Regions from separate parts of the Sus scrofa genome. Here region 2 is linked to region 1. A link is a contact called in public Hi-C data. All regions are on one chromosome and are shown on one strand. The core of a region is the stretch at or near the end of the contact, and the rest is flanking DNA. Distances in the headings are between cores, read along the strand shown.

The links. A called contact is a pair of places that touch in the nucleus more often than the background predicts.
Region 2: a Hi-C map of fetal liver shows a contact between it and region 1, with 2.4 times the contacts expected there. The contact joins the enhancer-like site here to the promoter of SLC36A1 in region 1. A contact is called at or near these places in 2 of 5 promoter capture datasets (fetal liver and liver), 32 of 47 Hi-C or Micro-C datasets (adipose tissue, alveolar macrophages, blood and 16 more) and 2 of 2 datasets of contacts at active chromatin or transcription factors (alveolar macrophages and skeletal muscle).

Annotation. Positions count from the first base shown.
Region 1 is chr16:71,587,310-71,592,771 of Sscrofa11.1, reverse strand. It overlaps SLC36A1 (proton-coupled amino acid transporter 1), which reads left to right and starts at 3,240. Exons shown (of 11, transcript XM_003134140.5): 1 at 3,240-3,432. LOC106506564 (a long non-coding RNA gene) reads right to left here and starts at 4,579. Exons shown (of 3, transcript XR_002339800.1): 1 at 4,052-4,579; 2 at 2,916-2,969; 3 at 1,132-1,163. It overlaps LOC110257327 (a long non-coding RNA gene), which reads right to left and starts at 1,072. Exons shown (of 5, transcript XR_002339802.1): 1 at 1,015-1,072; 2 at 1-65.
Region 2 is chr16:71,540,213-71,545,674 of Sscrofa11.1, reverse strand. SLC36A1 (proton-coupled amino acid transporter 1) reads left to right here. Exons shown (of 11, transcript XM_003134140.5): 11 at 659-5,029. The coding sequence ends at 930. Among named protein-coding and RNA genes, the nearest start is that of SLC36A1, 47 kb to the left of the region's middle. Within about 2 kb of position 3,409, at least 7 of the 83 cell types and tissues checked have an H3K27ac peak or open chromatin away from gene starts, as enhancers often do. A contact at or near this core is called in fetal liver, where this site is marked.

The sequences.
Region 1 (5,462 bases), core at 1,991-4,490:
GGCTTTCCTGATCTAAACCAGATTCAGGAGAGTTTGTCTTGCTGGTCTTACTGAGCTGCCCCTGCCTGTTGTTGCAAAAAAAAACAAACAAAAAAAGGGATGCCGCTGTGCAGCTCTGAGGGAGCTCTTCACCCGCAAGAGGAGAGTTTTTACTGATGCTTTTCTGAGATCTTCCCCCTACCCCTGGGTCCCTTCAGTGAGTGAAGCGGTCTGATCTCAGCTGCTTTTGTTAGCTCTTACAGGAAGGTATTTTGGTATCTGTGGATTCTATTTCTCTTGTGGCGTTGCTGTAAATAGAAGTTTCAGAGTTTTTTCCTTTTTTGCTTTTGTATCGTTTCTAACAGTAAAAGAGTCAAAATGCTTATTTACACATCCATTCTGCACTGGAAATCTGGGTCTGTCTGAGTAAACAGTGGGAGCAGAGGTAGAGATTTGTATATTGGGGGAAAAGCTATCTGGGAAAGTTAAGGAGACGCTATTGTATGCTAATTTCTAATTAGGACTGCAGAATGATAAAACCGATAGAGTCCTAACAGTATCTGCAAATGGTGCAGCCTTCTTTTCAAGGGACTCTCTAAAAAGGGTATGGTGGTCAGGTCAAAGGAAGAACTTTATCTAGTTAATGCATCGCAGGTGCAGGTGGGGGAGGCAAGTTCCCACTTGCATCTGTAATTCCAAAGGGGAGCTGCGTGATTCTCATAAGCTCTGCTTTCCTGGGATAAAACTTTAGGAGTTAAGGAATCAATGAAATTCGAGGTCTGGAGGTGACCTAAAGGGGGCATTCCTTGACTGGAGCTCAGCAGCATTCCAAGGACAGCTCCTGGCCCTGAACAGTTAATGCACTGGGGAGTTCTTCCTACGGATGCAATGAACTCATTTGTCTTCATATTTTGAGCATGAATCTACATTCTTTTCTCTTTTGCTGGTGAAATGAACCAACTGTCGTAGATTTTAAAAAACATATGTATAGTTTATAGAACATGGAATTCCCATGGTGGCTCAGTGGTAACAAACCTGAATAGTGTCCATGAGGATGTGGGTTTGCTCCCCAGCCCTGCTCAGTGGGTTAAGGATTCAGCATTGCCGTGAGTTGTGGTGTAGATGCGGCCTGGGACCTAGCGTTGCTGTGGCTGTGGTGTAGGCCAGCAGCTGCAGCTCCGATTCTACAAAAAAAAAAAAAAAAAAAAAAAAAAAAAAAAAAAAAAAAAAAAAAAAAAAGAAAAGAAAAGAAAGAAAGAAAGAAAAAAAGAACATACAGAGATTTTAAACATACATACCTATATAAAGTAACATGTTTATGGAGCCATACAAACAGCACAGACAGGCCTTCCTGTTGTGGCTCAGCAGAAAAAAACCCAACTAGTATCCATGAGGACGCAAGTTTGATCCCTGGCCTTACTCGGTGGGTTAAGGATCCAGTGCTGCTCTGACCTGTGGTATAGGTCACATATGCGACTCAGATCTGGCATTGGTGTGGCTGTGGTGTAGGCCAGAAGCTGCAGCTCCGATTCGATCCTTAGCCTGGGACCTTTGATATGCTACAGATGCGGCCCTAAAAAAGGCTAAAATAAAAGAAAACAGCACAGATAGTAAAAAGTGTTAAGCAAAACAATAACTACTGGTATTTATGATCCTAAATTTTAACACCAGGTATCTGCACATGTCTATATAAAGATATTTCTATAAATACATAGGGTTTGGAGGATAATACATGCTGGTAACTATAAATCTTTGGAGAGGAGAATAAATTTGGAGAAGGGGAATTTCCACTGTTTATACACTTATTTCTACACTTATACATTGCCTAATAGCTCTAATAAAATATGTTAATGTTTTACTTATACAATTTAGTGAATATTTTAACAGATTTATTGAGGTATGATTTACATACAGTAAACTGCACATATTTAAATTTCATAGCTTTCAACATATATATTCGTGCAACCATCACCACAATCAAGATAATATATTGGTCACCTTGAAAGTTTCCTTATGCCCCTTTCTAATCACTCTTTCCTCTCCTGGTCTCCTCATCCATTCCCAGACAACCACTGCTGTGCTTTCTGTCAGTGTAGATTATTTTAAAATTTCTAGAATATTGTATAAACAGATTCTTTTTTCTGACCTCCCCCCTTTCACTTGGCATAATTAAGATTTATCCAGATATAATTATTTTAAGATTTATCCATTTGTAGCTGTAGCAATATATTTCTTTTGGCTGGGTAGTTAATTTTCAAAAGTAAAATCTGCTAAGAGGAGGAAAGAGAAGCTTAGATAATACATACACCTCAAACATACAGAAATGTTGCCATTCATTTAAAAAGGTTACTTGGGAGTTCCTGTCGTGGCGCAGTGGTTAACGAATCCGACTAGGAACCATGAGGCTGGGGGTTCGATCCTGCCCTTGCTCAGTGGGTTAAGGATCTGGCATTGCCGTGAGCTGTGGTGTAGGTTGCAGACGCGGTTTGGATCCCGCGTGGCTGTGGCTCTGGCATAGGCCGGTGGCTACAGCTCCGATTCAACCCCTAGCCTGGGAACCTCCATATGCCGCGGGAGCAGCCCTAGAAAAGGCAAAAAGACAAAATAATAATAATAATAAAAAAATAAATAAAAGGGTCACTTAAATTTTTAAAATAGGAGTTCCCATCGTCCTGGCTCAGTGGCAACAAGTCTTACTCGTATGCACGCGGACTCAGGCTGGATCCTGGCCTTACTCCGTGGGTCAGCGATTCAGCGCTGCTGTGAGCTGTGGTGTAGGTAGCAGATGCGGCTCGAATCCGACACGGCTGTGGTGCAGGCCGGCAGCTGCAGCTCCAATTGGACCCCTAGCCCGGGAACCTCCATATGCCACAGTGAGGCCCTAAAAAGACACACACACACAATTGTAAATATGTTTAAAAAGAGTGTTGCCTTACCTCACAGTTCTGTGTCCGGTCGCAAGCTCCCGTTTGTGTAAAACGTCTAAAAATCTGACCAGAGGAGATTTTTTTTTAGTGTACTATTTTTCGATGATAAAAGCAACAAGTACCCATTGAGACGTGTTAAAGAAAAGGCCGCGGGTGTAAAACGGAGCAATCTCTCACAAGCCACAGCTCAGGGGACGGTGCTGCGACTCTGGACTGGCGGCAGCTGCTCGGATCTCCCACGCCCGACTCGGTCCCCAGCCACATCATGCTGCCTGTAGGGGCAGCATCCGGCCGCGAGGTGGCGGTGCGGAACTGAGTTTCCGAGCCCCGCGAGAGGAAAGCAGCAGCCTCGCGCGGGAGCACGTGACCCGGCTCTCGGGTTTGGGCGCCTGGGTCACGTGATGGGGCCCGGAAGCGGCTGCCAGGGCAGCCGGCGGTGGAGATGGCAAGGGTTCCACGCTGAGGCAGGGACAGGTGGGCTGCTGGGCTGAAGCAGGAGCCAGAGCTCAAGTCGGAACCCCGAGCGGTGAGTCCGTGCACGGACGGGCTGGGGCTGGCGGCGGGTCAGCGCCTTTGCTGAACCCATGTCCCCTTCCTCCCCGCGCCGCAGAGGCTTCGGGTTAGACACTGACTGGCCGACTGGCCTGGGCTGCGGGTCCGAGTCTCCTCGGCTCCCCGACCGCAGCTGCGGTGTGGTGCATACCCCTCCGGGAGAAGGGGAGCTGGAGAATCCCTTGTCCTTCGCGCTCTTCTCCCATGACCTCCCTGACCTGTTTGACAGGTGTGGAAACAGATGGGAAAGATTACCAAACGACCACAGGGCTTCTGCGGAGGTTCCTGGAGGGGTCAGGAGGTCGCGGTCAAGTGACCTGCCCGCTGTGGGAGTCCTGCTTGGAACTTGCTAGTAGCGGGTCTTTGAGTCGTAGAGTAAGGAACCGCAAGGACTCTGGGAAATTATCTTTTACAGCCCCCATCTAGGGCTCTTGCGGAGATTGAGGTCTAAGGAGTGGCGGTTGCCTACGGTCATGCAGTGAGTTAGTTGCAGACGTGCGACGAGAAACTAAGTCTCCCTGAGCTCTAGCGGCTCTTTGCTTTTCACTACCCTGCCTCCTGCGAAAAACTTAATAGGTGAGAAGTCACCGTACCCTTTTGTGTCCCCTTCTCTTTCATTCCACTCCCCTTTTGTAGCTCTTCGTTCTCTCTCGCTGGGATCCGGCTCTGGGTGTGGTTCCCTGTTTTCAGTATTCAGGATTTTTCTGCAGACTCATCATTCAGTAGGTTCTGTTTCTAACCGTCACGCAATTTTGTGTAAACCATCCCAAAACGTGAAATAAGAGGCGGAGTATGCTCCTGGGAGGGGTAGGTGGCTCCCAGCTCTGGTTGTGAAGAGCTCTGGCATTAAAGACTGTCAAGACCTTTGCTTTATTTGTAATGTAGCTTGTCAGATTCGAAGAATGCTGGTTATTCGGATGGATGTTTTGCAGTTATTTGAGGCTTGCTGAAAGTAGATAGTGTGAGGTAATGGAAAGAACCGAGATTGAAGAATCAGGAAATTTTCTTCTAGTTCTGACCGTTGGCTTTGCAACCTTGAGTGACTCCCATCCTTGCCTGGGTGTAGGTTTCCCAGTCTGCACAGTGATGGGGTGGAATCTCGAAGGGCTCCTTCTGCTTTGCCATTCTTTGCATCTCAGGCTGTTTGTTTTCTAATCAGAAAGGTTTTTTCTTTCCCCTGTGTATATTAGTATCTGTCTGTAATAAGGCTTAATACAGTTGGCCAGGAGGCAGTTTCCCTTCTTGTTTGTGGTTGCCATGAAATCTACCTCCTCTTTCTTCCTATCTCTGTGTTATGTCTAAGCTTAATGCTGATAGCTGAAAATGATTTTAACTTTTATTATTTTAAATATGATCAAGGCCCTCTTTGAATTTTGTTGAGAGCCTAGGCTATAGTAAGTAACTCGTACATTTACTGTGTGTGTTTGTGTTTTTTTGTTTGTTTGTTTTAAAAGATGTCCTTGAAGCAAAAGGAGACAAAAGACTTGGTCATTTGCTCTGAGTTTGGGACTGTTTGGGATGCAGCCCGTTTTTGGCAGAGTTATACTTATGATGTTAAATCTGTCTTCCTTTGTTTTGTAACAGTCACAAAGCCATTTATAATTGTCTGCTATTGAGTTCTTGTTTTCCCTTTAAAGCATATATTGTTCATTTGACCTTATCCCTGTGGCAGCTTGAAGTGCTCAGTGCTGTCTTTGTCTATTTTAAAGGTGCTCTGAGGAAGTAGATTCCATTTTTTTGGGTAGTGTTCCAAAGACCACACCTTGGACCTGTGGATAGAAGTACCAGGAGGGAGGTGGTTTTGAATGAGCCTGAATAAGGGCTTTAAAAGAATTAGCGCTCTCACATCACAACGTGGTGGTCTCTGTCGCTGGAGGTCCTTGTCCCTGGCCAGTTACTTTGGAGAATGTAGTAGATTGGATCACCGTGTCGGGTAGAGGGTTGGACTAGATAAAATTTTAGAGTTTCTTCTAACTCAGAAGGCCTGAGAAATTCTAGGACCAA
Region 2 (5,462 bases), core at 2,160-4,659, 47 kb after region 1:
AGCCCCCATTCGTCTCCATCACCGGTTCGACCTTTGTCACGGACTCTGGGCTAAGTTTCACGCATGGGAGCCACGGCTTGTCCTGGCCCAGGGGACGCAGTCCTCTCGGGGACCTTGCTCCTGAGGTTGGCCTGCGTGGAGACCTGCTTCGCCTGCCCCTCTGTGAAAACACTCTGTGTGATGGGGCAAGTACAAGATCCTTCCAGAAGGAGGGTTTTCCCCCTACTTCCTTTCTTGTCAGTCAGGTGGAGAGGTTTGTGTTGGAGGAACCCTCGGCGGCAAGAAGATGAACAGTTGCTCAGAAAAGGCCCACTTCCTTTTCTGCTCCACACTCAGGCTCCTTTGCTGGCACCAGGTTGCTCCGGAATGTAATCGGGTTCCTTTTCCTCAGAAAGATGGAAGTCAAGGACTGTGGCAGGAGAAGCTGGGAGAATCTGGGTTCCAGACCCAGTTCGGCCAACGTGCAGGGAGACCCAGATGGTGCCACCCCTCGGGGCACCGGCACTCTCATCTGTGGAATGAGAGATTGGACTGGATCATGGCTAAGTTTCCCTGGAGCTCTCCATTCTATAAGGAGGACACTTGTAGTTTGCTGGACGGTGGGGAGGTCCCTCCCGGCTCTGGGCAGTCACCAACAGGCGTGTCCTCTCTCCCACAGGTGTCGTGGCCATCCTCGTCCCCCGCCTGGACCCGGTCCTCTCCCTGGTGGGCTCCGTGAGCAGCAGCGCCCTGGCCCTCATCATCCCGCCCCTCCTGGAGATCGCCACCTACTACTCGGAGGGCCTGAGCCCCCTCGCCATCATCAAGGACGCCCTGATCAGCATGCTGGGCTTCTTGGGCTTTGTGGTGGGCACGGGTGTGACCCTCTATGAGCTGATCCAGCCCAGCAGTGCTCCCATTTTCATCAACTCCACCAGTGCCTTTGTTTAGCAGGCTGGGTGCCGTTCCTGCCCCGGCCCTTCTGCCCCGTTTGCTCCTCAGCACTTGGCCCCGGAGCCTCACTGGCCCCGGAGGCGGGTCCAGGCTCTGGGGAAAGGCGATATCGCTGTCCTGGAACCCTTCTACCTGGCACTTGGGTACCCTGGGCCAACTGGCATGGAGGGCAGGGGAGAGGGAGGTGCCGCTAGCGGCAGCGTCGTCGCTGTCATTCGTACTTAGTTTAACCCGACACTTTTCAGCTCTCTTTCCGGATCGTGCCTGCCCTCTTCCCACCTGCCTCTCCTTCTGACCCATCTCACCCAAATTATTGCTGGTGCACAGCTCACTTTACTTAAAAATGTTAGCATCCCCCTCCCCACGTTTTCTCCTTTCCTGGGCCAGGCCTCGAGGAAATAATTGGAAACGCCCCTCTTTGGAAAGCTGGGCCTCTCTCTCTCCTCTCGCCCCCAGACAGTAGGCAAGTCCCACCTAGTACTGGAGGCCACTCAGTCGTTGAAAACCAGCCCCCAAAGCGGGAGTTTTTCGCCTTCCCTCTCTGGCTCGCCGTGACCCTTCTCTCCTCCAAATTCCTCGTGTGGGTCACAGTGCTGTTTTCTTAGCTGCTTTCGCTCCTGCAAGACATCAAGTGCTGCCAGAATTGAAAATATTTATATTTTATTTAAAAGTAGCCTTTGTTTTTAGACGCTCTCTCCAGCTCTGGGGTGATAGTGAATTGTTCCTTCCTCAGTAAACCCTTCCCCGGCTTCTCCTGCTGAGAAGAAACTTATTCCAGGAGAGACGTCTCCCGGGCCCTCAGCACCCTCGGCTGAGGCCCCCAGAGGTTTCACGGGATCATCAAGCGCGGACCTCGGCCAGGAGCCACGGACCTTGCCTCCCGTTGATCAGCCGGATGTCCTCCCGGAGGACGTGGGGGACTCAGGCCGTGTTTGCCGGTGCACGAGGCTGAGGGACCGCAGGCCCATTTGCGAGGCGTTTCTCTCTCCACAGAAGGTTGATGAAGTGGCCTCTGCGTGCGTTCAGGCCTCTTTCCCAGCCTCAGCCCCTGACAGACAAGCAGCATGGCAGCGTCCCTTTGCCCTCGTGCCAGGAAGACAGCCAGCCTCTTGTGGTGGATGAGGAGATGAGGCCAGTGTGTACAGAGAACGTGCAATTCAGTTCCTAGGGTTTGCATCAGCTGGTCCAACACTAGAGCCGTGCCTGGTTGTTTACGGTCGCCGGAGGGTGGGGCAGAAACGGTGCCCTGCCCCAAGCTGCCTCCAGGACCTGGACTTCTTAAGGAACCACTTGGTTGGGTGTCCTGTGTTCTAAACACTAATCTTGTGCCCTTGTCTCTGCCCCGCAGGCTCCCCCACCCCCACCCCCATGCCTTCCTGGGTATCAGAAAAGAGACAGCCTCAGGGCTGACTCAGCTCAAGGTCAGCCTTTGGGTTTGGGAACAAACTGCAGAGCAGGTGGGGAAGGCCCACGGCCTTGCTTTGGGCGGCCTCCACTTCCCTCTTGGTGGGAGAAGTATGGCAGAGGGTGCTCACCGATTCTCCATCTCTGGAGTGTGTGTGCGTGTGTGTGTGTGCACGCGTGTCATTTGGGTGTGTAACAGGATCCTGCTGTCCTCCATCCGTGCCACCAGACTCCTGCTTACATGACAGTGGGGAGAGCAGCACAGCTTTATCAGGGTCTTTTGTTTTTGTGTTTCACCAAAGCTCCTCGGGGCTGTGACCCACCCCTGCAGTCCCAGCTTTTTTCTTTCTCTTCTGTTCCAGAGCCACCTCATTACAGTGACTCTGGACCGACCTAAGGATGTGATCAGTGGTGACTTGCTCTCCCCTAGGAAAATGACCTGTTTCACCCACCATCTCTGCAGTTTGGTGGTCGCTTGCCGGTGCTAACATGACCTAGGTTCTAGCTGGAGGTGGCAGCAGCCCTACTGTCTGAAGCCTCAGGCATAGAAGTTTCCAAAGTATAACTTCAAGAACTGTCAGCTCCTGTTTGCAAGCCTGGGCCCCAGCCGTCTTTTCCGAGCAGTCCTGAGAGTTGTTTTCAGTGACAAGGTGCAAGCTAGTGGCCAGTACAGGAAAGGGGTCAGCTGTGTGTCCTGCCCACAGCTTCTTCGGGGGAGGCTCTTGTGCTCTTAGAGTGCTACCAGAGGCAGTCCTGTCCAGGCAAGTCGTGTGAATGGAACTGTGATGCTTCATCTGAGGGCTGGACGCACAATGCTGAGGTTCTCTGGCCCTCACGTCTGCTGCTTCAGGGTCCCTGCCCAGAGAACGGGGTGTGTAGGAGACACTGCTTTCACTTTGGGGCTTTGGGAAGCTCGTTAGGCCGGCCTTGGTCCTGTTCAGTCACTTTCCTGTCTCTCGCTGCTTTGACAGCCCAGTTGCATGGCTGATTCAGGAGATCCAGGCCAGGCAGATCCCTTCCTGCCTTGTGCAGTTGCACAGCGATTAGGTGTTGAATAGAGGGCTGGCTGGGAGCTTGTCGTGGAGGAAGCCCTTCCTCTTCTGGAAGCAGCCCTGCGAGGGGCCAGCTCCGGGAAGCTTAGGCCTCTGTTGCCATGGGCTCCTCAGTCAGGAAACCCTCCCTGCTCTCTCCCCACTTCTCGTTAGGAACCAGCTTCCCAGCCTCTCCCCAGGCCCTGCTCCCGTCCCTGATGAAGCAGGAGACTGATCAGGTAGCAACAGATCAAAGGCTGGACTGAAGGCCAGCCATGAGCTCTGGCCTAGTGCTCACAAGCTATGTCCTCAAGTCTCCCCAGGGGAGTCCCACATTCTATCAGCCCAGAGGTAGCTTCTCAGATCCCCTTGTTCTCTCCTGCAGAAACCACTGTTGGGAGCAGGCTTCCAATTTCCTGTAGGCGATATACCTCTCTGTATATGTGGGTTCTTGCTGGAAACAGCATGACCTGGCCCCTGCCCAGAAGTTGGACCTTCCACAAGTGGCATTATTTGTATTTATGTTGTGTTGCTGTCCGGGTGCTGGGAGCCGTTCATCTGCACGGCCCCTGGCCAGATATGTGTGACTTGGTGGCATGTCTTAGCCTAGAACCTGCGGCTTCCCCGCTCCCTCTTCTCTCACTCGCTTCTCCAGCCAAATTCATTGGCTTTTGCTCACTGCTCACTCTCTACCCCCACAAAAGGTAAAGTGGGCAGTTTTACCAGTTGTCTTCAAGTGATGATCCCAAACAGGCCCATTGGGGCCGCCTGTTCCCCGTCCTGTTCTCCTGTCTTGCTTTTTATCTCCAACCTCTCCCTTCCTAAATTGTAGAGTGTCATCTCCGTGTAACACTACATGTCCACCTCATGTTTCTTGGACGTGCAGAATCTCACTTTATGTCTGCTTATAGCTCCCGCTCTTCACTGCTTACCGCAGGGGGTCTGGGCCCGTTTGTTTGACGTCGTGGCTGCCTGGATGTTAAGGCCAGCCCCAGTGCCTGCTCTGGTCAGAATGCAAAGCTGCTTCTTCACAGTGGGGACACACAGCACAGATGGCACGACTTGGAGATTCAGGAGTCGGCTCCAAGTCTGCCTGAGAGTTACAGGTTTCCAAGTACCTTATAGCATCTCCAAGACCATTAAGGGGAACGGAGAGAATGTGGTTTGTCTTTGGAATCAAAGTTAATACTTTTAGACAGTCACACTGGTTGCAGGGCTCTTTGTTCTCACAGCATCAGCCTGTGGCATTTCATCCCTGTCCTTTGTCCCACTGGGTCCTTCCCTGGCCGGGGGACATAAATGGTGCTGATGGTGCGGGAAGCAAGGGTGGAGGGTGCCAGTTATAAACCGTGTTTTGTTTGAATCAAGGTGGTGCTGCAGAAGTGATTTTGTTGTACTCAGTGATAAAATTATGTGACCTTATTATAAAACATATCCATGGATGTGTGAATAGGAAGAATATGAAAAATTGCTGTCTGATAGGTCTTGCTAACCAGACAGTCCCATGTATGTTATGTGCCTACGTGGATGTGTGTTTCCTGCATGGTGCATGTAGAGATGTGGCTCAGGCAGGAGCTCTTAGAAGCTCTCGTTTGGGGTTCTGCACATGAATCATGTGTTAAAATTTTTCCTTAATAAATGAATTTTTTTTATTTTTGAGAGGTTCAGTCTGCGTCTTTGTTTTCCCATTTATTTATTTATTTATTTATTTATTTTGGTCACTCAGATCCGTTTTCTAGATCTTAGGTCAGAATGTTTCTGGTTTCTGCCACAGAGCTCCTCTGAGGGAATAGTGTGAACAGTAGAACCATCTGTGGATTAAGAGTCCCTGAGAGGTGGTTTTTTTCTGTTAGACAACCCTGCCCCTCCCCTTCCTAAGTCTGCTCCTGGCTCTCTCGAAAACTTCAGTAGGAAGTCTCAGCCCTTTCTGTGCATATCACGTGACTGCCCAGCATAGGCGTGATGGTTGGTTCTAAATGTCAGCATGTCTGGGCAGTTGTGTTGAATAACTCAGTTATTCGGTCAAACACGAACCTAGGTGTTGCTGTGAAGGCGTTTTGGAGATGCGGTTAATGTCCACAGTCAGTTGACTTT